6 separate regions of the Mus musculus genome follow, and regions 1, 2, 3, 4 and 5 are each linked to region 6. A link is a contact called in public ChIA-PET, Hi-C, HiChIP or PLAC-seq and promoter capture Hi-C data. All regions are on one chromosome and are shown on one strand. Each heading gives the region's core, a stretch centred on a gene start, on an enhancer-like site or on the middle of the called end of the contact. The rest is flanking DNA. Distances are from core to core; before and after follow the strand shown.

What was found. Promoter capture Hi-C pulls out the DNA fragments that hold promoters and counts their contacts. Hi-C and Micro-C count contacts between places; a contact is called where the count stands out from the background. ChIA-PET counts read pairs in DNA pulled down with a chosen protein or histone mark. HiChIP or PLAC-seq counts read pairs in DNA pulled down with a chosen protein or histone mark. Capture Hi-C pulls out chosen DNA fragments and counts their contacts.
Region 1: a Hi-C map of regulatory T cells shows a contact between it and region 6, with 5 times the contacts expected there. The contact joins the promoter of Rab22a here to the promoter of Pmepa1 in region 6. A contact is called at or near these places in 1 of 39 promoter capture datasets (pre-B cells), 1 of 484 Hi-C or Micro-C datasets (regulatory T cells), 2 of 115 datasets of contacts at active chromatin or transcription factors (memory CD8 T cells and pancreatic cancer cells) and 2 of 9 other capture datasets (adipose tissue and liver).
Region 2: a FOXA1 HiChIP or PLAC-seq map of pancreatic cancer cells shows a contact between it and region 6. The contact joins the promoter of Vapb here to the promoter of Pmepa1 in region 6. A contact is called at or near these places in 1 of 39 promoter capture datasets (liver) and 1 of 115 datasets of contacts at active chromatin or transcription factors (pancreatic cancer cells).
Region 3: a contact with region 6 is called in a promoter capture Hi-C map of embryonic stem cells. The contact joins the promoter of Bmp7 here to the promoter of Pmepa1 in region 6. A contact is called at or near these places in 3 of 39 promoter capture datasets (embryonic stem cells, hippocampal neurons and liver), 3 of 484 Hi-C or Micro-C datasets (embryonic stem cells and palatal mesenchyme) and 1 of 115 datasets of contacts at active chromatin or transcription factors (embryonic stem cells).
Region 4: a promoter capture Hi-C map of liver shows a contact between it and region 6. The contact joins the promoter of Rae1 here to the promoter of Pmepa1 in region 6. A contact is called at or near these places in 3 of 484 Hi-C or Micro-C datasets (the AML12 cell line, the HL-1 cell line and pancreatic cancer cells), 1 of 115 datasets of contacts at active chromatin or transcription factors (memory CD8 T cells) and 1 of 9 other capture datasets (liver).
Region 5: an RNA polymerase II ChIA-PET map of memory CD8 T cells shows a contact between it and region 6, with 14 read pairs. The contact joins the promoter of Spo11 here to the promoter of Pmepa1 in region 6. A contact is called at or near these places in 1 of 39 promoter capture datasets (liver) and 2 of 115 datasets of contacts at active chromatin or transcription factors (memory CD8 T cells and pancreatic cancer cells).

What each region holds. Positions count from the first base shown.
Region 1 is chr2:173,658,017-173,662,360 of GRCm38.p6, reverse strand. It overlaps Rab22a (RAB22A, member RAS oncogene family), which reads right to left and starts at 2,516. Exons shown (of 7, transcript NM_024436.3): 1 at 2,220-2,516; 2 at 850-929. The coding sequence starts at 2,255. It also overlaps the pseudogene Ppp4r1l-ps.
Region 2 is chr2:173,736,126-173,740,640 of GRCm38.p6, reverse strand. Vapb (vesicle-associated membrane protein, associated protein B and C) reads right to left here and starts at 3,070. Exons shown (of 6, transcript NM_019806.5): 1 at 2,891-3,070. The coding sequence starts at 2,948.
Region 3 is chr2:172,938,697-172,942,639 of GRCm38.p6, reverse strand. Bmp7 (bone morphogenetic protein 7) reads left to right here and starts at 2,319. Exons shown (of 7, transcript NM_007557.3): 1 at 2,319-2,985. The coding sequence starts at 2,571. Gm40010 (a long non-coding RNA gene) reads left to right here and starts at 2,995. Exons shown (of 3, transcript XR_867069.2): 1 at 2,995-3,943.
Region 4 is chr2:172,998,685-173,002,847 of GRCm38.p6, reverse strand. Rae1 (ribonucleic acid export 1) reads right to left here and starts at 2,731. Exons shown (of 12, transcript NM_175112.5): 1 at 2,472-2,731; 2 at 95-189. The coding sequence starts at 184.
Region 5 is chr2:172,977,721-172,981,715 of GRCm38.p6, reverse strand. Spo11 (SPO11 meiotic protein covalently bound to DSB) reads right to left here and starts at 1,874. Exons shown (of 13, transcript NM_012046.2): 1 at 1,692-1,874. The coding sequence starts at 1,822. It overlaps Gm52538 (a long non-coding RNA gene), which reads left to right and starts at 2,596. Exons shown (of 3, transcript XR_003953974.1): 1 at 2,596-2,638; 2 at 3,375-3,472.
Region 6 is chr2:173,274,929-173,279,078 of GRCm38.p6, reverse strand. Pmepa1 (prostate transmembrane protein, androgen induced 1) reads left to right here and starts at 2,546. Exons shown (of 4, transcript NM_022995.3): 1 at 2,546-2,991. The coding sequence starts at 2,895.

The DNA.
Region 1 (4,344 bases), core at 1,267-3,766, 380 kb before region 6:
GCTCATGCTCTCAAAGAGAAAAATTAGGGCTAATCCCATGCTCTCCCTGTGACAGTTAAGTAGTTAAAAAGATTTTTGTTCAGTCTGTAAGAAGCTGGGGAGATGGCTTAGCAGGTAAACCACAGCGCTCTTCTGGAGGGTCCATCTGGTTCCTAGCACCCACAGCAGGCAGTTCATAACCACGTCCAGCGGACCCCGCGCTTCTGGCTTTCAAGGGTGGGCACTCACATTCACACTCACAGACTTCCACTCAGACACACGCGCACCTAATCAAAAATAATGAAGTCTTCGAGAACTCTCTAGTCAACTTCAACAGTCCAAAAAACCCCCAACCAACCAAACCAACCAAACAAACAAAAAACAAAAAAACACCAGATACCCAAAAAACAAAAAAGCCCCCCAAACAAAGCCTAATCAACCAAACAACCCCAAACCAGACCATTTTTAAGTTAATTCATTAATTTAAAGCTGTCACCAGTTCAAAAGGGTTTGAATTCAATTCTACTTCTTTTCAAGGACCAAAACTGGGTATGCCCCCCCAAAGACCTGCATCGGAACGTGTTTTCATCTGCTCTCTTTCAAGGTGTAACTGGGTCTGTAAACTCCTATGTCAACTGATTCTTTTTCATTGTTGAAGTTCTTATTCCCAAAGTCTGAAGATATTCTCCTAGGATACAGTAAACCTCACTGTATTCTCTCAAATCATTTTGGGAATGTCAAGACCCAGCAATTCAAAATTTCATCAAGTTCAGGACAACAGGAGTTACACCCGGTCACACGTTCCTGCTTGCGATGACTTTCCACGAACTCTGGGATAGACGTATACAGTAAATAAACTTGTTCTCTTACCCTATGGTTGGATTGATATTCGGATCAAAACTGTCTTCCACAAACCGCCACACGATGCTCGATTTACCCACACCCGTATCCTGAAAGAGAGTAAGATGGGGCACTGAGGAAAAACTAACCTATTTGTAGACACCCAAGACTACTTTGTAGCCTAAAGTGGAGGACTGCAGAAAAAGCATTTCCATCTGCAGATGGAGAGACACAACAGGCTTCTGTAATAAGTCAGTGAAGTAACTATATTACGGGGCCAGAGCGCATGCTTTTCATTCCAGTACCTGGGAGACAGAAGCAGGCAGATTTCTTAGCCTAAGAACTGAGCACAGTGCCAGTCATGGCCAACTAGTGAGAAACCATCTTGAAAGTACTGGGGAAGGATTCTGCAGTTCTTAAGTGACACTAGGACCTCCGGAAAGACCTACGACGGCCTAGTGCTACAGGACTGCGATCTTAGCAAATCTGGGAGGCAGAGGCAGGAGGGTTCCAAGTTCAAGGCCTGCTGAGGCTGAGATTTCAAGGCTATCCTGGGCAACTTCTGGAGATCCTGCTAAAAAAATAGAAGCAAGCAAACTGGGGACACACAACTCAGTGGCGGGACTTGCCTAGGATGTACAAGGTTTAGGTTTAGTCTCTAAGACTGAACTCCTGCTCCCTCCCAAAGTAAAAAGGCCTCTTCAATGCCTGTCCTGTGTGAAAGGTGACTGGACTCACTGGCCTTTTAACATATACCAGTAAAACTATGCGCTCCCAAGTTGCGGAGTAATCGGGATGAACCCTAGCCCCACCCTGCTAAGGGGCAAAAACCATGTAGTTATTGGAATTTTTTTTTTTTCAGTCATTAAAACAGAAACTCAGGAAGGAGATCATTAGAAGGCTCTGAAAAGGCCAAACTACTGTGAGAGGACCGGAAGCTGAACCTTCAAAGTCCTGGTAACTCCTCCCTGTTCTAGTGAAGAGTGAACTTTAATGGAAAGTAACTCTTGCAGAAGTGTCAAAGACGTCCCAAAAGTTCAAAACCATCCCACATTGCTGAAAGGAGGCCAAGTGTGCGCATAAAACCCAAAGCCCTGCTGGGGAGGGTTAACTTTCAGAAACTTGTCTAACTTTAAAGGTGTCCCTCGCAAAGTTGGAAGGAAACTACCTGTGGGCTACTTCACTGTGGGATGGAAAGAGGGCGTCGCTCCGGGGCGCCGGGGGCCACCCTGACACCTGGGGGCCTTGGGTGGGGCACAGCCTGCTGGTCCCGCCGCCCTAAGGGGTCTGTGGGGGGCTGCGTCCCGCGCTGAGCGTAAAGGGGTGCAAGGGGCCCTGGAGTGCCGGGGCCCGCCCGCCCGGCCTCCGCGACCCTCCGGACCCCGCCCGCTGCAACTTACCCCGAGCAGGCACACTTTAAGTTCCCTCAGCGCCATGGCCCGGGAACCAGGGGTGCGGGCCCGCCGCCGCCCTAAGTTGAGGAGGGAGAGGCCCGGCCCAGCACCAGCATCCCCCGGCGCCGCCGCCTCACCGCCAAGTCCCGGCCGAGCACTCCGGGCGGCCGTGCGTCCGCCGCCGCCCTCCGGTCCGGCCGACCCCGTCACTTGTCCGGCGGAGTCACCTCAACAGCCGGGACACCGCCTTGGCCTCCCGGGCGCTACCGCCGCCGCCATCTTGGGACGCCAGCTGGGTCACCTGACCTCCCCGCCCACTTCGGCAGCCACCTTCTCCGCGAGGGCGGGGCGGCCGGCTCGCAGCTCACAGGCGGGTGGGCGGAGCACCAATGGGCGGAGCCTCAGCGTCGCCCCACCCTCCAGCTCCGCCTCAGCCCCATCTTCTCTAAGGAGTGGGCGGGGCGGGATGGGGCGTAATCTTGAAGCTACCACGCCTCTAGCTCCACCTTCCACCCGTCCCAAGATGGCGGCGGGTGAGTGAGGCCAGGCTGGTGGGCGGAGCGCGAGGGATGGGCGTGGCCTCTGGGCTCGCCCCCGCCTCCAGCCCCGCCCTCTGGCACATCCTAAGATGGCGGGTGAGTGGGGTCTAGGCTCAGGGGTCTCCGACGGCTCCCCTTCCCCTCCCCGAGAGCCCCCCTCACCCCACCTCCGCACGAGCCCGGGACTCGCCGCCCGCGCAGCCCCGTGTAGCTCCTTGTGTGTCTTTTGATTTTTTTTCAGAGATCCCTCTGTACTTTGTGGACTTGCAGGATGACTTAGAGGACTGTAAGTAACAGTTGGGGCGCCCCGCCCCTCCTTGGGTCCCTCCCAGAGGACTGTGGGGTGCACTTAGACGGGACAGGAGCCTCAGGTCGAGCCTATCTCGAGCCCGCTTCTTCTCAGGTGCCCTTCCCTCCTGGGCTAGGACTTGGGTCTGTTGGAAACTTTGTCTTCCTGTCACTTTCTCCTCTGGCTGCGCTAGGAGCTGTGAGAGGGAAAGCCAATCCCAACCTGGGAGGAACCTCCTTGGGTTCCTAGTTAGGGCTTGGGAGTGACGCCCTACTTGTGGGCCTGGCCAGCTCCATGTCTTCATGGAGCCCACTGCTTTCCATGTTTTGAGTGGGTCTCTTCCACTTGACCCTTCTCAGCCTCCACTTCTTCTCTGGAATTATTTTAAGAGACAGTAGCTGAGAGAGATGCCACCTTCGAAGTGCAAGTTCCAATTTGTGGCTAATGGACAAACGAAGCTTTGGCTTGTCTATCCAATATAGTTTTTCAGCGCCTACCTCTACTTGCTCGGGCCATTTGTTGGGCTTATGAATTTACAAAGATGAACTAGATCTCCCTCACAAGCCAGAGGGGAGCAGGAAAAAAAAAAAAAAAAAACCCAGGGAGGCTTGCTGGTGGTTGAGGTCAAATCACCTCAGATGACACAAATCACCACAGTCAACTGGGGCTTCCTGAGTCCCAGCCCTAGGAGTTACTTCTGTCCCCTTCCCTTCCCTACCTGAAACTCCCTGACAGGAGTTGATGTTGACTGAGAATGTTTGGTAGACCATTGCAGTGTTGAGCACATTTGATCCCTGAGTGTGTGTGTGTGTGAGTGTGTGTGTGTCAACTCTATTAGTGTAGCATGACACTTGGAGAGAAAAGAAAAGTGAGTGGTGAAGAGGCCTGGCCCTTGAGTCAGCCCTCAGGTGCAGTCCTGGATCACTCCAGTTGCAGTGGGATCTGGGGCAGGTCACCATACCGCTTAGAGCCTCATTGGTCGTTTCCTCTGCAAAACCACCAGAGTAGCATCCTACCTCCTAAGTCTTATGGATTCGAGGCCGGCCTGGTCTGCAGAGTGAGTTCCAGGCTGGGCCAGGGCTGCATAATGAGGGATTTTGTAAAGATTAAACCATCAAAGAAGGTGACATGAGTCCTTGTGCATAGTAAACACTCAGTAAATGTTGGCTGCTACCCTGGGAAGTGTGTGGGATTAGCCTGTCTTCTAGAGAAGGCTGAGAATTGGAGCGGTCAGTGTCTCTCATCTGGTGTGCCATGGATGTTAAAGAAGACAACAAGTTGGTTCCTTTTGACTCTGTTCTCT
Region 2 (4,515 bases), core at 1,821-4,320, 460 kb before region 6:
GAAGGCTTAGTGAGACTTCATCCGCAAGGCAAGGGCTACACGCTAATGTATGGCTGGCACTCCCAAGACCCCCATCAAGTCTCCACACATCCCTGGACGACTCTTCCAGAGTAAGGACGTTTGGACACCAAACCTTTGGACTATCTCCTTGCCAACCAGCGATGTTGGCTGGAGAAGTGTCACCTTCTTAGCACTGCCACCAACCCAAAGGTAAGAGAGCAAATGGCAGGCAAGGTCACACATGCTAAACTGGAAGAGCTGGAACACTGGTGTCCCCTCCTTCAGAGACAGCAGTGTGTGGGGGCTTCAGGCATCAACCTGAGGAAGGTCAGTCAAGTGGGTGTGTAGATCTGACTCTCATGTACTGGCCAGTCTGGCCCTCTACTCCGCCCCACACCTTCTACCCACAGCACTCTCAAGAAGCAAGTACTCCCACTTTTGGACCTCTATGCACACTATTGTCTATGCCGGACTCTCCTATCTGCTTCCCCCTTGCTGTCACTGGAACTTTGTAACCAGATTCAGTGATACTCTGTCACGATCTGACCTCCCACACCCTGGGAAGTTGTTTCCTAACACACTCTAGTCTGGGTCACCTCATCTGCCCCCTTTTTCCCTGGATGCAAAGGAGAGGTGGGTGTCGGAGAAGAGGAGGCGAGACCAACCAACTGGATTTGAATTGTCCTGGGTTCTGACACACAGAGGCAGAGCAATGGGATAAATGTGCCATGTCACGGGTAAGAGCTTCAGGCGACCCCAGTAAAGTCACTTTGGATATGGTCTTCCTTTCCCAGTCTCCCCCTCCAGAGAAGCCACTGAGAACATCACAGAAAGTCAAAGATGTCCCTCAATAAAGTTAGATCCTGACAACCCCTTCCTAAGTTGAAATATGTTTATGTAAAAGTGCATTCGACCTACTTGACCTTTTTTTTTGTTGTTGATGTTGCTGTTTGTTTTTTGAGACAGGGGTTCTCTGTATAGCCCTGGCTATCCTGGAACTCAACTCTGTAGACCAGGCTGGCCTCGAACTCTGAAATCCACCTGCCTCTGCCTACCATGTGCTGGGATTAAAGGCATGCACCACCACCGCCCGGCTCTACTTGACCTTTCTGAACATCGCAGCTGACATGCCCCAGACTCACGTCATCCTACAGGTGCACAGTGCCCATTTGATAACAATACAATATTCAAATATGTGCTGAGACAGTAACACCAGCCCTGGGGAAGCAAAATCAGGAGGGTTGTCTCAAGACTGAGGTCAGCCTGAACTGACCTCAGCACACGAGAACCCACATATCTCTAAAAGAGAACACCAGCGTGTGACAGATCAGGAAACAAAAGCACTGTTGCGCAAGACGGGAGATCTGAGTTCCACCCCCAAGGGTGGAAGGACAGAAATGATTCCTACAAGTTGTCTTCTGGGTACCACACACTCACTGTGGCACACATACTGCCATTCGCAACACATAAACGCAAAATAAATAAAGACACCAGCCAAAGAGTTTATGCACATGAGCACCCCACCACAGAGATGGACGCCTTGCACTCGTGACAGGGTGCAAACACACAAAATACACAGAGCTACAGTTATAACCAGGCGGCGATTCACTGCTGTGCAGTCAGGCACGGGATCACGCACCACTGTAACCTGAAAAAGACTCAGCATTCGAAATTCCAAATAGTCACTACCAAACGGACACCACTTCCTTGTCGCTAACAAGTGGGATCCCGATAAGTGGGGGAACCTCTGGTGACGAGGGTCCACATTTAAGTCGATGCTTCTATTGAAATTTTTTTGTGTATGTGTCTGTGTGTTTGTTCACAAGTGTGCCAGGCTGCACCTGTTGGGGTCAGCGGACAATGTGCACAAGTCGGTTCTCTCCTTTGACCATGTGGGACTCAGGGATTGAACTAAAGTCCTCAGCCTTGACAGCAAGCTCTTTATCCGGTGAACCATCTCCACAGCCCTGTGTTAGGCTGCCTAAGGTTTTTGTTTTCAGGTTGACTGGACGGCCTCTGCTTCCTTGTAAGAGTCACACTGCACACTCTGAACCTGGAAGGCAAGGTGAACAGCCACAGATCTGAAGCATTTCCCAAGAGTCTGTGGGTACAGTGGCTAAGTATCTGAACGTCTGAAATCAGAACTCAAATGCGACAACTAGATAAGAGCTGTGATCCTACGTTACTTCCCAGCGGTGGAGAAACGGGTGACTCTCGGCCACCCAAAATCGTGTGTGCCAGCTGTGGGCTACACGTGGGCAATACACAGAGGATCATATCAGCCAACCTCAAGTACACCTTCATAGAGTCCAGTTTCTTCCTCTTCCTCCTAGTGCTTACCACTGTATTCTGCCATCTTGCTTACTGGTTGTTGAACTTTATAGGCCTCCTGTGCCCAATCTCATGACTCAAACATGCAACGAAGCAAGGAACAGGCTGGGCATGGACCCTGTTGCCTCGTGGCCCTTAAAATTAGTGAATGGAAACATTCATGTGTACATACACACACACTTGTGTGTGTGTATGTACATATATGTACGCACATGTATGTATACACACTATCTATAACATGCGTATACCATGCATATATATTTGTCTACGTGCACCTTTTTAATCACCTGGGCATGCACCTTTACACACAGATGTATACAGAAAGTGTACTACACAGAAAGTGTGCACGGGCTTCGTGGGCTGTAACCCCGGCAGCTCGCTGCCTCGGGGGAGCTGATGGAAGGGTACTCAGGCAAACCGTTTCCATGCACTGACTCCACATGCATGCATTAGACGCCTGGTGCATGCGGGCCTCAAGCGGACAGTGTCCTGCCCTCAGGGCGCGTCCCTTCCGGCACCGGCCGCTGAGTGACAGCTCCCGGGCCGGCCGGCCGCTTACCTCGGAACTTGAGCTCGTGTTGTGGCTCGAGGCTCAGGACCTGTTCCACCTTCGCCATGGTCCTCCCCGTCGGGGGCGACGGCGCGGGCGGGGGGCGGCGGCCTGGGTGGCGGGGCGCAGGGGCGGAGGGCGAGGCCGCGGTGCCGGGCGAGCTCACGGCACGCACGACGTACCCACGCACGCCCCGACGCACGCACGTACGCACGTACGTAGCAGATGCCGGGCTCCGGCAGTGGCCAGCGGCTCCAGCGACAAAAGGGAGACTGCGCATGCGCAGGGTGTTCAGGGCCACTGCGCAGGCACAGACCGGGCGGTAGAGGGCGGAGCTTCCGAGACAGGGGGCGTGGCCTCTCGAGGCTTGGGAGGAGGGGCGGTCTCCAGTGAGACTGTTCAGTAAGCGCCTGCGGGGAGAACTGTTGTTAAGTGCTTTACTTAATAATAATAATTAACAAGAATAAACTTCCACTTTCTTCCCGCACGTGTGGTGCCAGGCTCTACTGAGCCTGAATATAATAAAGTACTTATTATTCTTACAAACACAATGTTTACGGGTTAGTGATATGTGCCAGGCCTTGTGACAGTTCATAAATAACAATTATAAATATAATAAACTGGCAATTATTGTTTGCTTATTTCGTGCCACTCCGCTGAATGCTTTCAGTAACTGTCATAAATAAAAGCTATTCTGCATTCAGTGTTTACCAAACCGCAAAGCGCTGCACTGAACCATTTGCTGATAGCATTACTTGTTTATGCAAGAAATATTTAGAAATACAATAACCAGAAAACGACCTGCTTCACACCGTGCTAGGACCTCACTGAGAGAATAAATTAGTTACACACATAAATCACATGACTAAAAGTAACTGAGAGCCTAGCTCTGTCTGATACCCAAAATAAGCCCTGTATGTTCCCATTGGCACGTGACTAGTATTTCATTGTGTAACGTATACTATGTAAAATAGACCTTCATAGCCTCCTCATCAAACATTCGTGTGAAGAGTACACATGACTCTATATGGCAGGAATATCCATGTTGTTCATGTACTTCCCATGTTCTATACACCTGAAGTTATTTTCATAATAAAAGTTTCCAAGGGGTAGTCTTTGTCTTTTAGCTTGTGCATCTAATCCATTTATACTTATTGTATTTGTTGGTGTACCTGGGTTTATTTCTGCTGCTTTACGTTGGTTTTCCCATTAGATGTACTGTTTCTTTTGGCCTCTCATTTCTTGCTCTTCAGGATTGTTTTCCTCTCCATCTGTTCTTTCCTTGTGTTCTGCTACTACTGCTTCATGTGTACTGAATCTATGAAAGTCTAGCTTTTATGACATTTTGTTCTGCTTTCTTGAGATTTTAGGGCTTCAGTTCATCATAGTCACCCACTGCTCCATTATACGCCTTGTGCTTTTAAAGGAAACTCAGGTTTCCCTCAGTCTAGTTTTGTTTTGTTTTGTTTTGTTTTTGGTTTTGGTTTTTTGGTTTTTTGAGACAGGGTTTCTCTGTGTAGCCCTGACTGTCCTGGAACTCACTCTGTAGACCAGGCTGGCTTCGAACTCAGAAATCTGCCTGCCTCTGCCTCCCGAGTGCTGGGATTAAAGGCGTGCGCCCACTCTGCTCTGTG
Region 3 (3,943 bases), core at 1,070-3,569, 340 kb after region 6:
AGCAGAGGCCTCTCTCGGGCAGGGCTGGGGCTGGCTTAGCTCTTGACACTGCTCTGTGGACAAATGCGGTTTGGCTGGGCTCTTCTTGATAGTTTTTTTTTTTTTTCCAGGAAAAGCTTTCCTTCTGAAGCTGTCTGTCCCACCTGTCATTTCATCTGTGTGGCCCAGTCTCTCTGTGGAGACTCAGTGGCCCACGGCTTTGTTTCATGGACAGAGGACAAGGTGGTTCTCCTGTCATGGCTGCCGTCCATGCATAGGTCACACATCCCTCCTCTACCCAAGGCTAGCCAGGTGCCCTATCTCTCCCTTCTTCGGTGCCTCCTCCGACTGGGCTCTGACGCTTCTCAGAGAGAAGCAAAGGGAAAGACTGCTTGCTACCCTTCTGTTCCGGACCTTACTGAAGGTCCTTAGTGTTTCCAGGGGCCCAAGAACCAGGTAGCCGTGGAGGTTGCCATGCTTGCCTGCCCACTCACCCAACGTTCTCCTGCCTGGCCTGTGTGTGGCACCCATGCAGGCCACAGAAGGCCACACACAGCCTTCAGGATGAGGGCAGGGCCCCTTTGTTTATTCAATATCAAGAACTGTAACATGGTCACCGGAGGTCATGTCTCCAGCTCGCAGCCTGCTTGGCCTCAGATCACCCACCACAGCAGGTCCAGGGAGGGGCCTCTCAGGTCTGCACTGGCCAGGGACTCAGTACTGGTGGCATCCAAGGCCTGGGCTAAGACCTGCATGTCTCTTTTAGCCCCTCAGACAGTCACATCACCTAAAATTCCTACCAAGGAGCCCTGAGAGACCTAGGTAGTTATCTCTGTTCCAGGAAGCCTGAAAGACCAGGCTTCCCATCTCACCCTAGGACTTCAAGAGGGACCCCCTACTCAAGGCCCTTCCCCAGCCCCTACTTGCCATTTTACCACCCCTGAAACGCTTGGCTTGTCGCCCACCTTCAGCAAAGCAGGAAGCCTGGCTCACCATCCCCACTCACTCACTGCCATTCTGGGTGAAGGCTGCTTTGCTCCCATTTTTCAGATTAGGAAACGGAGGCTCCAAAGAGCAGCAATCCACTGAGAGACCCAGTATCTGTCTGGGACGTTTCCTCCTGGGAGGAGAGGGAGGCTAGTCCTTTGAGACAGGAAAATGCAGTCGGGAGCTCTTCTGAACTTGGGTACCAACTGCCTACTCCTCAGGCCCTACCTGGGGCTAGGGGTGGGGTTGTTAGACAGTGAGGTACCAAAGGACTCATGTCAGGACCCCGCCCCCCCAAGAGAGGAGGGGGGTGGGAACATTCTCTAGTCCCAGATTTCACTTATGTACTCTGTAGAGCTGCAGCATCTGGGGTTTGAAGGCTTTGGGTTAAAAGATACTTGGGAAGGAAAAGCCGAGAAGTACCTGGGCCCGGATCCCTTGGGTGCTGGACTTGAGGGGAGGTGTGTGTGTGTGTGTGTGTGTGTGCGCGTGTGTGTGTGTGTGTGTGTGTGTATGTGTGTGTGTGTTGGGGGAGTGAAGTGTAGAAAGAACTTTATCTCCACATTATCTCTGCCAGTCCTGGAAGGTTCCCAGAGGAAGTGGCACCCGAGGGGGGAGGGGCAGGGAGAGAACGTTCCCCGAGGAACAAAAGCCAGGATAGCAGAGGGGCAAGCGGTGGGGGTACCGAGGGGGTTTTGCATGACTGGAGCAAATGGAGTGTTGGGGGGGGGGCGGTTCGAAAGATGAGCCAGGTCCAAGAGTGGCCACCTCCGAGGAGCCTTCTCGGATTCCTGCGCTCCCTCCCGGATGCTTTCCTAGCACAGCCCTTAGTTGCTACACTTTGGCCACTTCCAAGTGCGAGTCCCGAGAGAGCTGGGCAGATTGGGATTCTTCTCTCTGGGTCCCTGCGGCGTCTGTCCCAGTGCCGGACACCCGGTGGGCACTCGGTAAATATTTGTAGAGCGCCCTGGGAGGAATGAATGAAGCCATTGGGCCAGGCTTGGGGAGGGCGGGGACAGGCGCAGGTGGGAGGCAGCGGGAGCGGGAGGGGCGGGGAAGTCAGTCCTCCCGCTCCTCCCCCGCTCCCCGGCCCCAGCGCGCCCAACTCCGGGGCTCCCGAGGCGGCGGGCGGGCGATCCGGGCGCGCAGGGCCCTTGTATTGGGCACGCGGGAGATCGGAAAGGGGTTTGTTGCTGGTGCCCGCGGGCCCGAGCGCGATCAGAGCGGGAGGAGGGAGCTAGGGTTCGCTCAGCGCCCAGCTGCCTCTCCGGCACTCGCTCTCCGGACTTGTAGGTCTGCAAGCTGCTGCTCCTCCCACCCCGGCCCGCCTCCTCGCTCTCTTGCTCGCTCTCTGGAGTTGCTGTGCTAGCCTTGCCGTGCGTCCTGGCGAGTGCGGGCCGAGGGGCCCCGGGCCAGAACTGAGTAAAGGACAGGGGCGTCCCGGGCAAAGCGCAGCCGGCCGGGGAGTGGCCATGTGTGGCGAGGCCGCCTTGAAGCTCGCCTGCAGCAAGTGACCTCGGGTCGTGGACCGCTGCCCTGCCCCCTCCGCTGCCACCTGGGGCGGCGCGGGCCCGGTGCCCCGGATCGCGCGTAGAGCCGGCGCGATGCACGTGCGCTCGCTGCGCGCTGCGGCGCCACACAGCTTCGTGGCGCTCTGGGCGCCTCTGTTCTTGCTGCGCTCCGCCCTGGCCGATTTCAGCCTGGACAACGAGGTGCACTCCAGCTTCATCCACCGGCGCCTCCGCAGCCAGGAGCGGCGGGAGATGCAGCGGGAGATCCTGTCCATCTTAGGGTTGCCCCATCGCCCGCGCCCGCACCTCCAGGGAAAGCATAATTCGGCGCCCATGTTCATGTTGGACCTGTACAACGCCATGGCGGTGGAGGAGAGCGGGCCGGACGGACAGGGCTTCTCCTACCCCTACAAGGCCGTCTTCAGTACCCAGGGCCCCCCTTTAGCCAGCCTGCAGGACAGCCACTTCCTCACTGACGCCGACATGGTCATGAGCTTCGTCAACCTAGGTGAGTGGCGGTGGGAGGGGATATATTTCAGACTGGGGCCACTTTGGGACTGGGAGAGGGTCTCTGCTTACAGCCACTGTGGTCCACCTTTCCATTTGCAAAGCATCAGTGCCCGCCAGAGACTCTTCGCCCCGGGGTCTTAGTAGACTTTAAGCTCTGTGCGTCTCGGATAAGTCTTGCTGGCTCGGAGGGTTTGTCCGGGCTATCCGGAGGGTGCACCCCCAGCCCTGAGTCTCTGTCTGCTCCGCCGCGGGTTCATCTCACTCAGGGGCGGGAGGTCCCGGCTCGGCAGCGGCTTAGTTCAAAGCGCCCGGCTGGGTCATGTGAGCTGAACCGGCTTCAGCGGCCCGCGCTACCTGGATTTAAAGGGCCCTTGTGGGCAAAGCTGCCTTCCCGCCTTTCCTCTGCCCCTCTGAGGCCAGCTTGGTTCTGACATCCCGCGCATCCCCTTTTCTTCCCCTCTCTGACCCTACCTGTCCCATTGCGGAGCGCTGGTTTCGGCGTGCGCTCGGAGTGCCGCGGGGCTCCTCGCCTAGCCGCCAGTCGCCCACCTTTGGACTCTCGGCTGGAGCCGGGGAAAGAACGTTGCCATTGCGAGTTTTCTATTTTAAATGTTTAATGATAGGTCCCGGGCGGGCAGAATCCATTTTCAGCGTTTATCACGTGTGGCGCGCAAACCACGGGTTTTGGCGATTGGGTGGCTGGGGACCTCGGAACAGAGGCCGCCATGGAATGGCTGGGGAACCCGTTTCCCTGCTGGAGTTCCAGCCAACCCAGTGAGTGATGCGAGGCTGGGTTGCGGCTGGTCTGAGACAGCTCCCCCTGCAGCTGTGCGCGCACACGTATTCAACTTGCTCAAACTAACCCCCAGCCGTGCGCTGTGGGGCAGATCATCAAATATTTGGCTTTGGTGATAACAAGTCCTGATAGTGCCGTTTCCTGTGTCGCTTTTATTCTG
Region 4 (4,163 bases), core at 1,482-3,981, 280 kb after region 6:
GCTTCATCTTGTGAGAGAGACCCCCACCCGATTCTCTTCACCCAACATGAGGCTCCCTGGCTCTCTGCATGCCCTGTGGGGGTCCAGGTGATACCTTCATTGGATTGTGGTTATCTGTGGTTGTGCTCCCAAACATGCTGGTCCCACCAGTCCCAAATCCAGAGGTTGATCCAAACAGACTCATGTTGGCTGGAAAACACAAAGTGGAAACCATTAAGGACTGGCCCCTCTTAGGTACAAAGTACACAGTAGAAACTAGCACTGTGGTGCTAAGCCAGCCTTGCTCTTTAGAAGAGATTTAAATATTCCACAAGCAGAATGCCTAATAAAAGGAGCCGTTCTCAGAGGCAGGCAGATTTCTGAGTTCGAGGCCAGCCTGGTCTACAAAGTGAGTTCCAGGAGAGCCAGGGCTATACAGAGAAACCCTGTTTCAGGGGGAAGAAAAAAAGCCGCTCTGCCCAGCATAGTATAATCAGAACACTTGGGCAAAGGCAGGTAGATCTGAGGATGAGGTCAGCCTGGTCTACATACTGAATTCCAGGCCAGACAGGGCTACACAGAGGCTGTGTCTGTGCACACACACACACACACACAGAGGCTGTGTCTGTGCGCGCACACACACACACACACACACACACACTATTATTTTTAGAGCATTGTTAGCCTCTGGAAGCTATGAAGGAAGACTTTCCTACATCCACATCTACTTTACTGTCTAGGGAGGATGCCCTTGCTAGCACTAGGGCACCAACGCAGACATATTACAGTGCTTCAGTCAGCAGCTAGGAAAGAGGTATCACTCTCCAGAGTCAGAACTGCACACTGGGCACCCAGCAGTGGGCAGAGGGGCCTCCTGTGCCCAGGGTCCCCCTTCCTCTCTATTTTAGGTCAATGTCTACATGATGTTACCTAGAAAGAACAACCAGTTCTGGCAGGTGTTCCACAATTTCTCAGGGCTTTAAGAAAAGCAGTTCATGCCAGGCAGTGGTGGCACATGCCTTTAAATCCCAGCATTTGCGAGGCAGAGGCAGGCGGATCTCTGAGAGTTGAGGCCAACCTTGTCTACAGAGTGAGTTTCAAGAGAGCCAGGGCTACACAGAGACCCCGTCTCAAAACACCAAAAAAGAAAAGAACAATCCAAAGCAATCTACTTTGGCCCACTGAGTACTGAAGGTCTGGTGTGACGGTGTAGACTTGGAGCCATCGATAGTCAGCACTGCTTTCTTGAGCGTGGCAGTCTACCGGGCCCTACCGTCCCTCGCCATGCCTCATCTTCCGGCTGTCCTGAAACAACAGTGCACATTCTCCAGGCTCCTCTGTGGCTGGTGAGTTGGCTCAGGTAGTAAAGACACTTGGTGTGCAAGCCTGGAAACCCGAGTTCGACCCTCAGAACCAACAGAAAGGCAGGCGAGAACTCCAAAGTTGTCCTCTGCCCAGATGTGGACTGTGACACGCATGCATGGCCATACACACAACAGGCAGAGAAAGTTTAGGGTTAGTCAGGTGAGCTGGCACAGGTGATCTCTGCACTTGGGAGGCAGGGTCAGGAGGAGCAGGCCATCCCTGACTGTACAGAAATCTGAGGACAGCCTGGTCTACAAAAGAGCCCATTTAAAGAAAAGGATTTGCACGGTCTAACACTGAATGTAATTGACAACTGTGTCGTTGCCAAGGAAACCATCTGTGCACTGTGACTCCAGACTCCCATATGCTTTTGCCACATTTCAAGCTGTTACTAAAAAGCAAATTCTTAAAACCCAGACTTCCACCAAGTCAGCCACCTCTCCAAAAGCGAGGCTAAGGCCCGAGCAATCCACAGCCTAATGAGGGTCGCTTCCTTAAAATAACAAGGAAAGGGAAACTGCAAGGAACTGTGGGAGCGCATTTGACTCCTGCTGCCTTCGAGACAGCCACGATGTGTCAGAGCCACCATAAGGTGCACATTCACGTCTCAGAAGACGGCTCGGGAGACAACTCTCGGGGCTGAGGACTACAAGCCTGTCTGTACAGGGAGAGGGATGCACAGACACGCAGCCAGGGCTATGTTTCTCCGGAGCGTGAGTTAGTCTTGATTTTCACCGGAAAAACTAACTCCTCCATCCTGGAGTTAGGAAACGAAACGACCCCCAGTGTGTGCTGGGATCCGCACGCTCCTCTCCCGTGCAATTTACTTGAGGACTTAGTTTCAGATCACCATGCGCACGTGAGAAGAGCAAGGGCGTACCGGGTGCCCTGCAGCGGGGGTGAAGAGGCGGTCGGACCTCTGGCAGGCAGCGCAGCCATCTCTCCAGCTCCCGTAGCTCTCAGGGGCCTTTCTCCTGGCTGACTGGGTTAGCTCGGGCTGCTCCCAAGCGTCCGACCACGCCCGCCGGCTCGGCCGTGCCCCTCCCATCCGCGCACGCCGCGGTCCCCCACCGTCCCCTCACCCCCGTGGCCTGGGCGGTGTGCGCACGCGGAGAGGCCCGGCCTACCTAGCGGAGCGCACGGGGTCCGGCTGCAGAGAGGGGCTCGGTCTCCTCACGCGGGCCCGGGCTTCCCGGAGGGAGCGCGGCGGCCGCCTGAGGAACACGCACGCGGCGGGGCCCGAAGCCACGGACCTGCTCTGGCGCGGGGCAGAGGGGGCGCAGCCGGGAGACCCCAGACCGCCGAGTCGTCCGCCTCAAGCCGGTGGAAACTGCCCCGTTACCACAGAAGCACCGCGCACGCGCCACGAGCCACTTCCGGGACTGCCCGGAAAGCGTCAGAGCACGGCGTCCCGCCCCTCTCAAGGCGGGCGCACATGCGCAGAAGCCCTGCTGAGGGCGAGAGGAAGTGTTTATGCCAGCAGTTGTGCGTTTGTGGAAAGTCGGCCAGCGCAGTTGCCAGGCAACTAGTTGAGAGAGGGCGTTGTTTTCGCGTGTGTATCGTTATATTGATTGTTGTTTAAACGTCTAAAGATGATCGTGGAGCCGAAGAGATGGCTCAGCGGCCAAGAGCAGTGGCTTCTTGGGGAAGACCCAGATTCTATTCCCAACACCTACTGGACGGCTCACAGGTCCAAGAGAACCAACACCAGTTCTTGGAGAACTGACGCCCTCTTCTGGTCTCTGTGGTCATTGCACGCAGTGGTGCTTAAACTTCTTCAGGCAACATACTCATATACATGTAAAAACAAAAAACAAACAAACAAACAAACAAAAAAAGAGTTCCCCAGCTCAGATCTAGCACTGTCCTCTGAGAGGCTGCCTACTTGGAACATCCCGAGCGGTATGATAAGGGGAATGGTTCCTACTCCCTGAGATGTTTAAGATTTATTTCCGTGCATGGATGTTGTCCCTGTGTGTATGTATATGCACCACATGCTTGGGGAGGCATGAAAACTGTGTAGGAGCCCCTGGAACAGGAGTTACAGATAGTCGAACCATCATGTGGGTACTGGGAACCGAACCATGGCTCTCTTCAAGAGCAACAAGTACACTTAATTACTGAGCCCCATGTACTAATAGGTCAGTATTAAGCCTGTTTGAAACACAAAAGTCCTGCTCTATGAAACATTCCACATAGAGTGTTTAAGGTGTCAGATAAAATGACAACATAGTTAGCTAGATTCCAGAATGGGGGTTCCAATGAACCAATCAGGGAAAGCGGTTTTAGAGAGAGAGAAAGGACAAGTGTCAGTGAGGAAGAACAAAATGTGATTGGTCCCTACAAAATTAGTTTCCTTGTTGGGCAACTTGGCAGGCCTTCCAATCCCTGCACGCAGGAGGTAGAGGCAGGGGGTGGGGGGGGGCGTCTCTGTGAGTTCTAGGCCAATCAGAACTACACAGAAATGTTCTGTCTCCAAAACAATTTTTAAAAATGTAAGGCAGGAACAGGGTTACAGAACAATGGAATAAAAACTGGCCGCTGGTTACCTGTCTTAAGGGACCTCAGTACAACACAGAGGAAACAGGCCTGTCTAGGACACTTGGTGATCATCTACTTACTCCCATCCCCTGAGAAGTCAAATAACAAGGTTTAGTTAGCGTACATAGTGTTTGGTTTGTCGTCGTCGTGTTTATTCCTGTTGGGGCTCAGGGGAAGAGTTGGGTCCAGAGTAGAGGGCTCCTTTAGGTTGGTTTCACAGGGCATTGTTACTATGACCTTCCCAGGACCCGCCCAGACTGATTCCTCTGTCTCCCCAG
Region 5 (3,995 bases), core at 625-3,124, 300 kb after region 6:
CTTGCTTTTGGAGACAAGGTCTCACAAGGTAGCAAAGGCTAACCTGGAACTCACCATGAAGTTCAGAATGGCCTCAAACCCACAATCCTCCCTTGCTTTCCTGGATGGTGGGATTGCAGATGTGGACCACCCCTCCTCGCTTCTGTTTGTCTCTTTAAGCCTTGCAAACACATGTCAGTAACCATCTCTCTTACCAAATTCTTACCTTGGCATGGATTCCAACAACTGTTCTCATAGCGCTTACTTACAAAAAATTAGATTTACCTGTAAATTCCTCTTTCAAAGAACCCTTTTGCATTAATGACGAGCTAATATAACTTACAAATACATTTTTTATTTGCTCACATTAACTTACTTCAATGTCGCTGAACTTCAATACAGACTTGGCTTGAAATACTACTGTAAAAATGTTTTAACTGAGGATGATGTAAGACTAGCTTTGAACTTCCTTCCCAAGAATTCAATGCAGAAACATTAACACACATATACGCTCCTGCAAGTGAGCAAGCGCGCTCGCTCTCACACACATACATACTTTCTTATAGCACATTGCCCTAAAATTGATATCATGACTAAAAATTAACCATCTTAAATTGTAATGATTCAAAAGGAAAAAAATTAATCACTACAAGAAAAGAAAAAAAAATGAATTTTGTACTAAATAGTTCACTTGGCCACAAAAAAATCATGCCTCTTTACCACAAAATATCAAGACTGAACCCAGCTTTCTCCAGCTGGCTGTTAATTTCACAAACCATCAGTTTAAAAAAAATATATATCTCAATCATTTTAAGCAACATTGGCACATTGCCTAAGGAGGAAAGCCAAGCTAAACAAAGAAGATGGGCAAAATGTTGAGTTTTAACAACCACACAATTCTCAACGTTTCTACTGTGTGTATGTGGGGGGGGGGATAGATCAGAAAATGGATTTTAAAACATTTACTATTTTCTAACACAATTTTTTTCAAAGTTTGGAATAGGCTGAGACAAATACTGAAGGTCAAGATATAGTCAGGTGAACCGTAGGAGAGTCTCTGTAGTTGGTTGTGAAGAAATTACTTACAATATGTTCATCTGTTCCCTTCAGGTTAAAAAAAAAAAAGTCTTATTATAAATTACTTAAAATGTGATGATGTCCTTGTTAGTTCTGAGAAATTAATTAGTGGTAGTTCAGAGAGTAAACGCTTTTCACTTTCTCTTTCCTCTTCTATCCCTCACTCCCAAACCTATTTTACACACACACACACACACACACACACACACACACAATTTTTTTTCAACATGGGGTTTCTCTGTCTAACAGCCCTGGCTATTCTGGAACTACTGATTTCAAACTCAGAAACCTGCCTGCCTCAGCCTCCCGGTGCTGAAATTAAAGCCCAGCTTTCATTTAAAACAAAAACAAAAACAAACAAAACAAAACAAGACAAAGCCCCATAAATCCAAAGCAAGTCTCAAGCTCTCTGACTATAAAGGACACTGATAAACCTAGGAACTAAGCCAGAGCGGGGCGCCTGGAACATTCTAGAAAACATCTGGTGTGTACAGGGTCCCGGTCACCACCAGGGAGCACTAGGGAGCACCGACTTCGGGGCTCGGACGTGGCCTCCGACGCTCTCCCCACGGAGGCCACCTCGGCGCCACGAGGAACCTTCCCGGGCTTTCCATGGCCCTGCCGAGCTGCTGTACCTAGAGGCCACGCGGGTGGCCCCGGCAGGGGTCTCCCCTGCGCCTCTCTTCACCATGGCCAACAGGGAAGCCCTGTGCCGATCCAGGGCGTCGAAGAACGAGGCCTCGGGCCCCATAGGCGCGAACGCCATAATGGCGGATGCGGAGCCGCTCTGAGGCCTCCTGCCCCTGCGAACCTTTCCGCGCTCTAGCCACGCGCATGCGCACTGCACCACTGACCGCGGGACAGCCCGCGGAGCAGAGTGCGCAGGCGCAGGGGCCTCTGAGGCGCCCCCCCAACACACACACACACACACACACACACACACACACACACACACACACACACACACACACACTACCCTTCAGGGAGGACATGAAGCTCTCAGATGCAGATCTCTGGGGTCGAGGTTTTCTTGGTCTGATAACTTAGGGGAAATAATACTTGCAAAGCTCTTTTGGGGGGTCATTTGGGGAGGTAATAATTACAACTTTTCACTAGGACGGTCATGGACCTGGGGATAGGTATGGGAGAAGGGAAACATTTCTGCCTGGTTTGGCTTCCTGCCTCTGTACCAGGTCCTCTCCACCTGCCTCCTCCTGTGTGCCGGGATTAAAGGCTTTTTACTGTCCAAAACATGTTTGGGATTTGCTTTTATTAAGAAGATTGTCGTTGGGGAAAGCTCGGCGTTAAGAATTTTAATGCACTTGTAGAGAGCCTAGGTTCATTCATTTCTTAGGACCCCCGCCAGGCAACTCATATCTGCCTAAAACTACACTTCCATGGGACCTCATGCCCTCTGGCCTCTGTGGGTTCCTGCATGCATGTGGTACTCACACATAAAAATATTTTTTTAAAAAAAGTGAATTTTTAAAAATATATAAAAAGTTGTTGCTTATCTGAAAATAGTATTTCCATCCTAAGCCTTAATAGCGTGAATATCACTTCCTCTCCTTGCAGACCTACGGTAAGACATGTCTCGCTTTATTCTCTCTGAGCCTTCTAGAGCAGAAGGTGGGATTTCTGAAGTCCTAGAGGAGCCTTGACTCTTAGAACCGTATCCTTAACAAAGAGAGACTGGGATGAGGTAAAAAACTGACTGGACCAAAGTGGCTTGAATCAAGGTGTATGAGAGATGCTGGGACTGATCCCGTGAGAGCCACCTGACCACAGGCCCCAGTTGATAGTTTTTATTTCTAATAGTCTAGTGGCAGAAATAACAGCCTCCTCTCTGCATGCCCATGCTGAGGCATCCCTTCCCTCTGAGGGACCAGCCACACTTCCCTATACTATTCTGTAGTATAGAATAGAGTTTATTTAGGGCATGGATGGGGAAGGGAGTTGAGAGAAAGGGGGGGTGGGGATAGAGGAGTAGAGGCTGGCTATGAGCACATGGGGGGGAGGAAGGGGGGAGGGAAATGGGGAAAGAGGGGGAAGAGGGGAAGAGAGCAAGGACAGGAGAGCAAGAGAGAGAGAGAGAGAGAGAGGAGGGGGCAAGCAACCCCTTTTATAATGAGTCAGGCCCAGCTGGCTATTGCCAAGTAACTATGGAGTGGAGCCTAGGCTAAAAGCCAACACTGCGTGTGTGTGTGTGTGTGTGTGTGTGTGTGTGTGTGTGTGTGTGTGTGTGTGTGAGACCTGTGTGAAGAGCCTTTCTTTATCATTATCACACTCCTTCCTGTTGCCTCTCATGTGCTATGCAGTGCTGGTTACCAGAGGGATGAGGGAGCTAGGTCTCTGTCCTCAGGAAGCCCTCAGCCCAAGGAGATGCAGCAACTGAACACAAACGGGCGAACCTCAGGTAAGTGTACCAGGAGATAGGTACACTTGAAATGAGTAGGGAAAACTCACCCTCATTTTCTGGATGGAGAGTCTGGGCTCAGAAAGGTTGAGAGCTGCATGCGAGGCTGAGCATGCGAGCCGGTTCTCCAAGAGGGAGGCTTTGATGCCAGGTTCATGTCAGATCCTGGGGAACCCAGGGGCCTCCAGGGGTCTGGCTCAGGGTGGGCTGGCATTTTGCAGGGTTCTTCCTGGCGGAACTAGCCCTTTGTCCTGAGTGGTGGCCTTTTTGTTTGTTTGGTTGGTTGGTTTGGTTTTGGTTTTAGTTTTCCTCCGGAGGACAGCCACACAACAGGCAAGCTTCAGAAGGACTTGAAGAGGGAGGGCAAGGTGACATCACAGCTTTCTTCTGAGTTTCACACACGGCTCCCCTTTTATGTCCCTTGGAGACAGACCTGAATCGCAGGTCTACAGACTCCACCAGAGGCCTCTCTCCTCCTCTGGGACTTTTGAAAAGTTCTGAGGTGGCTGGAGGGCTAGGGAGG
Region 6 (4,150 bases), core at 1,297-3,796:
GGAGAGTCTAGAACGGTCATGACCTTGAACCGTTAGGGAGAGGAGGAGGGCAAGGGAGAGAGGGGAACCAAGGAGAGCAGCCAGGGGTCAAAGGTTCAAAAGGAGGACAGGGCGGGTAACTAAACTGTATATGCGTTATATAGAGAAGAGCCTCCGGGGGAAGGGCTGGAGAGTTCAGGGTAGAGGGCAGGGGTATGCCCACCATACCCTGTAACAGATAGGGACCAGGGGCTGCTGGGAGAATTTTGAAATGTTAGGCAGGCAGCTCAGACTCTTGCCTCGAGTTTGACACACACACATACATGCGCATGCACACATGTTAAAAACTAAATTAAAAGCTTCCTCGTTTCCAATATAGCCAACGGTCAAGACGTTTCCCATGGATGGACAAGCCAGATCTCCTGTAAGGCCTCTGAAGGACGAGAGCTGCGCCACTGAATTCCTTTGCTAAGGTCCCAGACTCTCACAGTTTGTTGATAGAATAGCAGAACGGATTGCTGGAAGAAGACTGTAGCCATAGCAATCTCTATTGGCCCCATGGGGGTGGGGGGGGGATGGTTTTAAAATATTTTTCCATAAAGGGTAACCTGCTAGGGGCCAGTATTCCACAACACCCCCTACCCCCAACCAAAATCACACACACACACCTACCTTGTAGGAACTTTTATGCAAAGGAATTCAAACCTTTAAATTCCTCCAACTTACAAAATGTTTTTGTAAATCTCCCCCACCTTTTGATTTTGCAAAGCATCCCGCCAACCCCTTCCCAGAACTGAACAGTCCTGATGCAGCTGAGCCTTCCTTTCCTTTGCCAAGATCCATTTAAAACTAGCCAATCTTGAAAGACTGTGAGGCTGGGGCCCCGCACTCGTGGGGAAGAGACACAGTTGCCACCTGCGTTAGAACAAGAACAAATGAATCCCCTGCCCTGTCCTGGCTTTAAGACTGAGCTTATAGCTGGAGCAATGGCTCAACCCTTAACAGTACTTTACTGTTCTTCCAGAGGACCTGGGTTCAGTTTCCAGCACCCTCACGGTGGCTCACAACCATCTGTAACTCCAGTTCCCAGAGGATCGATCAATGGCCTTCTGGCCTTTGACATAAAGGACACACACGTCGCATAGACACGCACAGGCAAAGCATTCATACATATATAAAAAAATAAATATTAAAAACAAAAAGCAAGATTGAGCTGCTATTTCAAACAAATGGACTAAGCACCTTGGAACCTCCCTCTGGGAGGACACTGGGCTCCGCGGTGGCTCCTCCAGGAAGGTCACGGAAGGTTAGGCAGAGGAACCCACTTCCTGGGCTGCTCTGAAAACTATTCTCTCAGCTTCACCTATTCACCAGTCTATTAAAAATAAATAACAAAAACCTGTGAAAGCTTTCCCCTTCTTTAATGACAAGGGACACAGCCCCTTAAAGTCCTTGGATCCCTCGTGGGCAGGGACAGGTACTCCATCAGGCTGTGCAGAACTTAGGCTCCGTCTTCCTGAGCCTTCACCGCTGTGCTTAGCTGAACCGAACACTTTCTCTGGCTGTAAAATGAAGCCAAATAATAATTTGTCTCCCCAAGTTGCTATGGGAGACATTACTATCTGGTGTGCTTCTGGCACACAGTAGGCACGCCAGGCGACTGAAAGTTTAGGAATGGGTCAAGGAGGCGTACTTCATATTTGAGGCTGGCTTTGCGCTAGGGATGGGAGGCCTCTTATGTAACAGTTTAATATCTTTGAAGCCAGAGCACGGGTTCCCATAGCTCTCCAGTAATTAATTAAAACTTAATGAACAAAAAGCACCCTCCCTTGACCCCCTTTTACACTCTGAGCCACACAACCCAGTCGGTGGCCCTTGGGGCGGCAGATAGAGGGTGAGGGTGTGTAACTGCTTGGGTGTCCCATAATAGTAACACACACACACACACACACACACACACACACTCTCACCCCCAGTCCCGGGCACTAATTTACAAGGCAAGGACCAGGGGGCGCTTCTCGGGGCGTGTCTACAGAAATTCCAGTCTATCCAAAAGGCCCAGTTAAAGAGCCGCGCGGGGTTGGGGGTTGCGGAGGGGCTCAGACTAATTCTCAGTCTCCTGAGAAATACAGCTATGGATGGGTCTTTACTCCAGACCCTCCATGCTCTGATCTCCATGCATTAAACTCTTCCAAGGCGCCCCAGAAACCTTATAGTCTTCGGGTGCCCCCAAAAGCCTGGGTGGAGGGCCCCAGGGGCAGGAGTTGGAGAGGAGAACACCTTAACTTTTCGTCTTGATTCTTGTTCTGTGTTGTGACCGCCGCAGGCACGGGGGCTCCCGCGGACCGGGCCTGCGGAGTCTCGAGGGCGCTGGGTCTACGCAGCGCCGGCGACCGGTCTACATGGACGCTAGGCTCGGGCCCTTTAAGAGCCCGCCCCGCGAGCGACGGGCCCGCCCCCCGGGCCGAGGAGGGTGCGGGGGCCGTCGGCGGGGATTGGCGCAGCGCGCGCCCCCTCCGCGGCCCCCGCGCGGTGGGAACCGGCAGCCCCGTCTAGCGCTGACGTCAGACCGTCTGCCTGCCTCCGACCGCGGGCGCGCGGCGCAACCCGATCTCCTTGGACTTGAATGAGGAGCGGGCGGCGGCGCTCAGCTGCGGATCGGCCGGCGCGCAGGCTGAGCCCGGCGGCCCCGTGCCCCGGCCGCCCGCCCGTGCCCCGCACGCCGCCCGCGGCCACGGCCCGCCGCCCCGGGGCTCCCGCTCGGCGGCCGGGGGACCCAGCTCGCCTCGGGGACCTCGGCGGCGCCCCGAGCCCGCGCCGCGCTGCTCGCTGTATGCGGGGCCCGAGCCCCGCGCGCCGGCCGGAGCCGCCCCCGCGCCCCGCGCCTCGCGCCCCGCGCCGCCCGTGACCGCTTGATGGGGGTCAACGGCACCGCCGCCGCCGCCGCCGGGCAGCCCAATGTCTCCTGCGCGTGCAACTGCCAGCGCTCTTTGTTCCCCAGCATGGAGATCAGTGAGTGTGCCCTGTTCCCCCCGGGACAGCCCCGTGGGATCCCCGGCCCGGGACATCGGGATCGCGTGGGGACTCGGGGGCCGCGCGCCTGCCTCGCCCAGGCTCCCCGGTTGCGCTCGCCGCGCCCGGGGCGCGCCCTCCCGGAGGCTCGCGGCAGCTGGCGGCCGGCCCGGCTTTGTCCCGCGGCGCTGCGAGCCTGGCACGGTCCCCGCCGCGCGCGCCCCGCCCGGCCCGACTCGGACCCGGGGCTCGGCGGGGACGTCGCGCCTCTTGGGAGGGCCAGGGGAGCCGGGTCGGGGAAGTTTCCATTCCGTTTTCCCTAGGGGCCGCGGCGATGGAGCAATTAGGCTCTTTATCAACTTTGGGCGGGGGAGCGGGCGGGGGAGACACTGTCTGGCCCGGGAGGTGTCTGGGGCTCCTGGCGTGTGTCTGGAGTGGCCATGGCGATGCGTCCCGGGTTTCCGTGCGTATGTAGAGTGCGCTAGTCTGTCTGTCTGAGTCTCCGCGCGTCTTTTGGTGTCTGTGGTTCAGAGTCGCGGTCTGTGCCGGCCGAGTGCGTGTCCGAGTGTTCCTGCATCTCAGTGTGACTGATTTGCTGTGTGCTCGTGGCGGGGGTTGGGGATATGATCTGGATCCAGCCAGATTTAAGGACCGTTTGTGTTCAGGTGTCTGAATCCAGGGCTCAGCGCTGGCGCGTCTAGCCCACCGCGGATCCCCAGTGTGTGTCATTGTGAATGTCTGTCCCGGACTCCTATAAATAGCCTCTGTCTGGACTGCTTGGCTCACTCTGGCTGGGACGGTGGTTACAAATGAGTCAAAGTTTTGGGGCTGTTTGTGTTGAGACCTCCTTGGAGGTGGTAGACTCAGGGTGGTGAGTGCCCCGTTTGAACCCCATCCTGCACCTCCAGAAGTTGAGATCAGCGAACATCTACTTCCTTGTGTGGCCCACCCAGGTGGCTGTTGGGTTGGGTGGAGAATTGAAACCTCATTCCCTACCATCTGCCTCTAATCTGCGCTCCTCCCCTAACCCACATTTTTGGGGAGGAGGGGGTACCTTTTGCCTTTCTGTTTAGTTTCTCTATCTTACCCCAAAGCACTTAGGGCAAAAGGGTACACAGCCTCCCCCTAACCCAGACAGCGGTCCTCTGTGGAGCCCAGG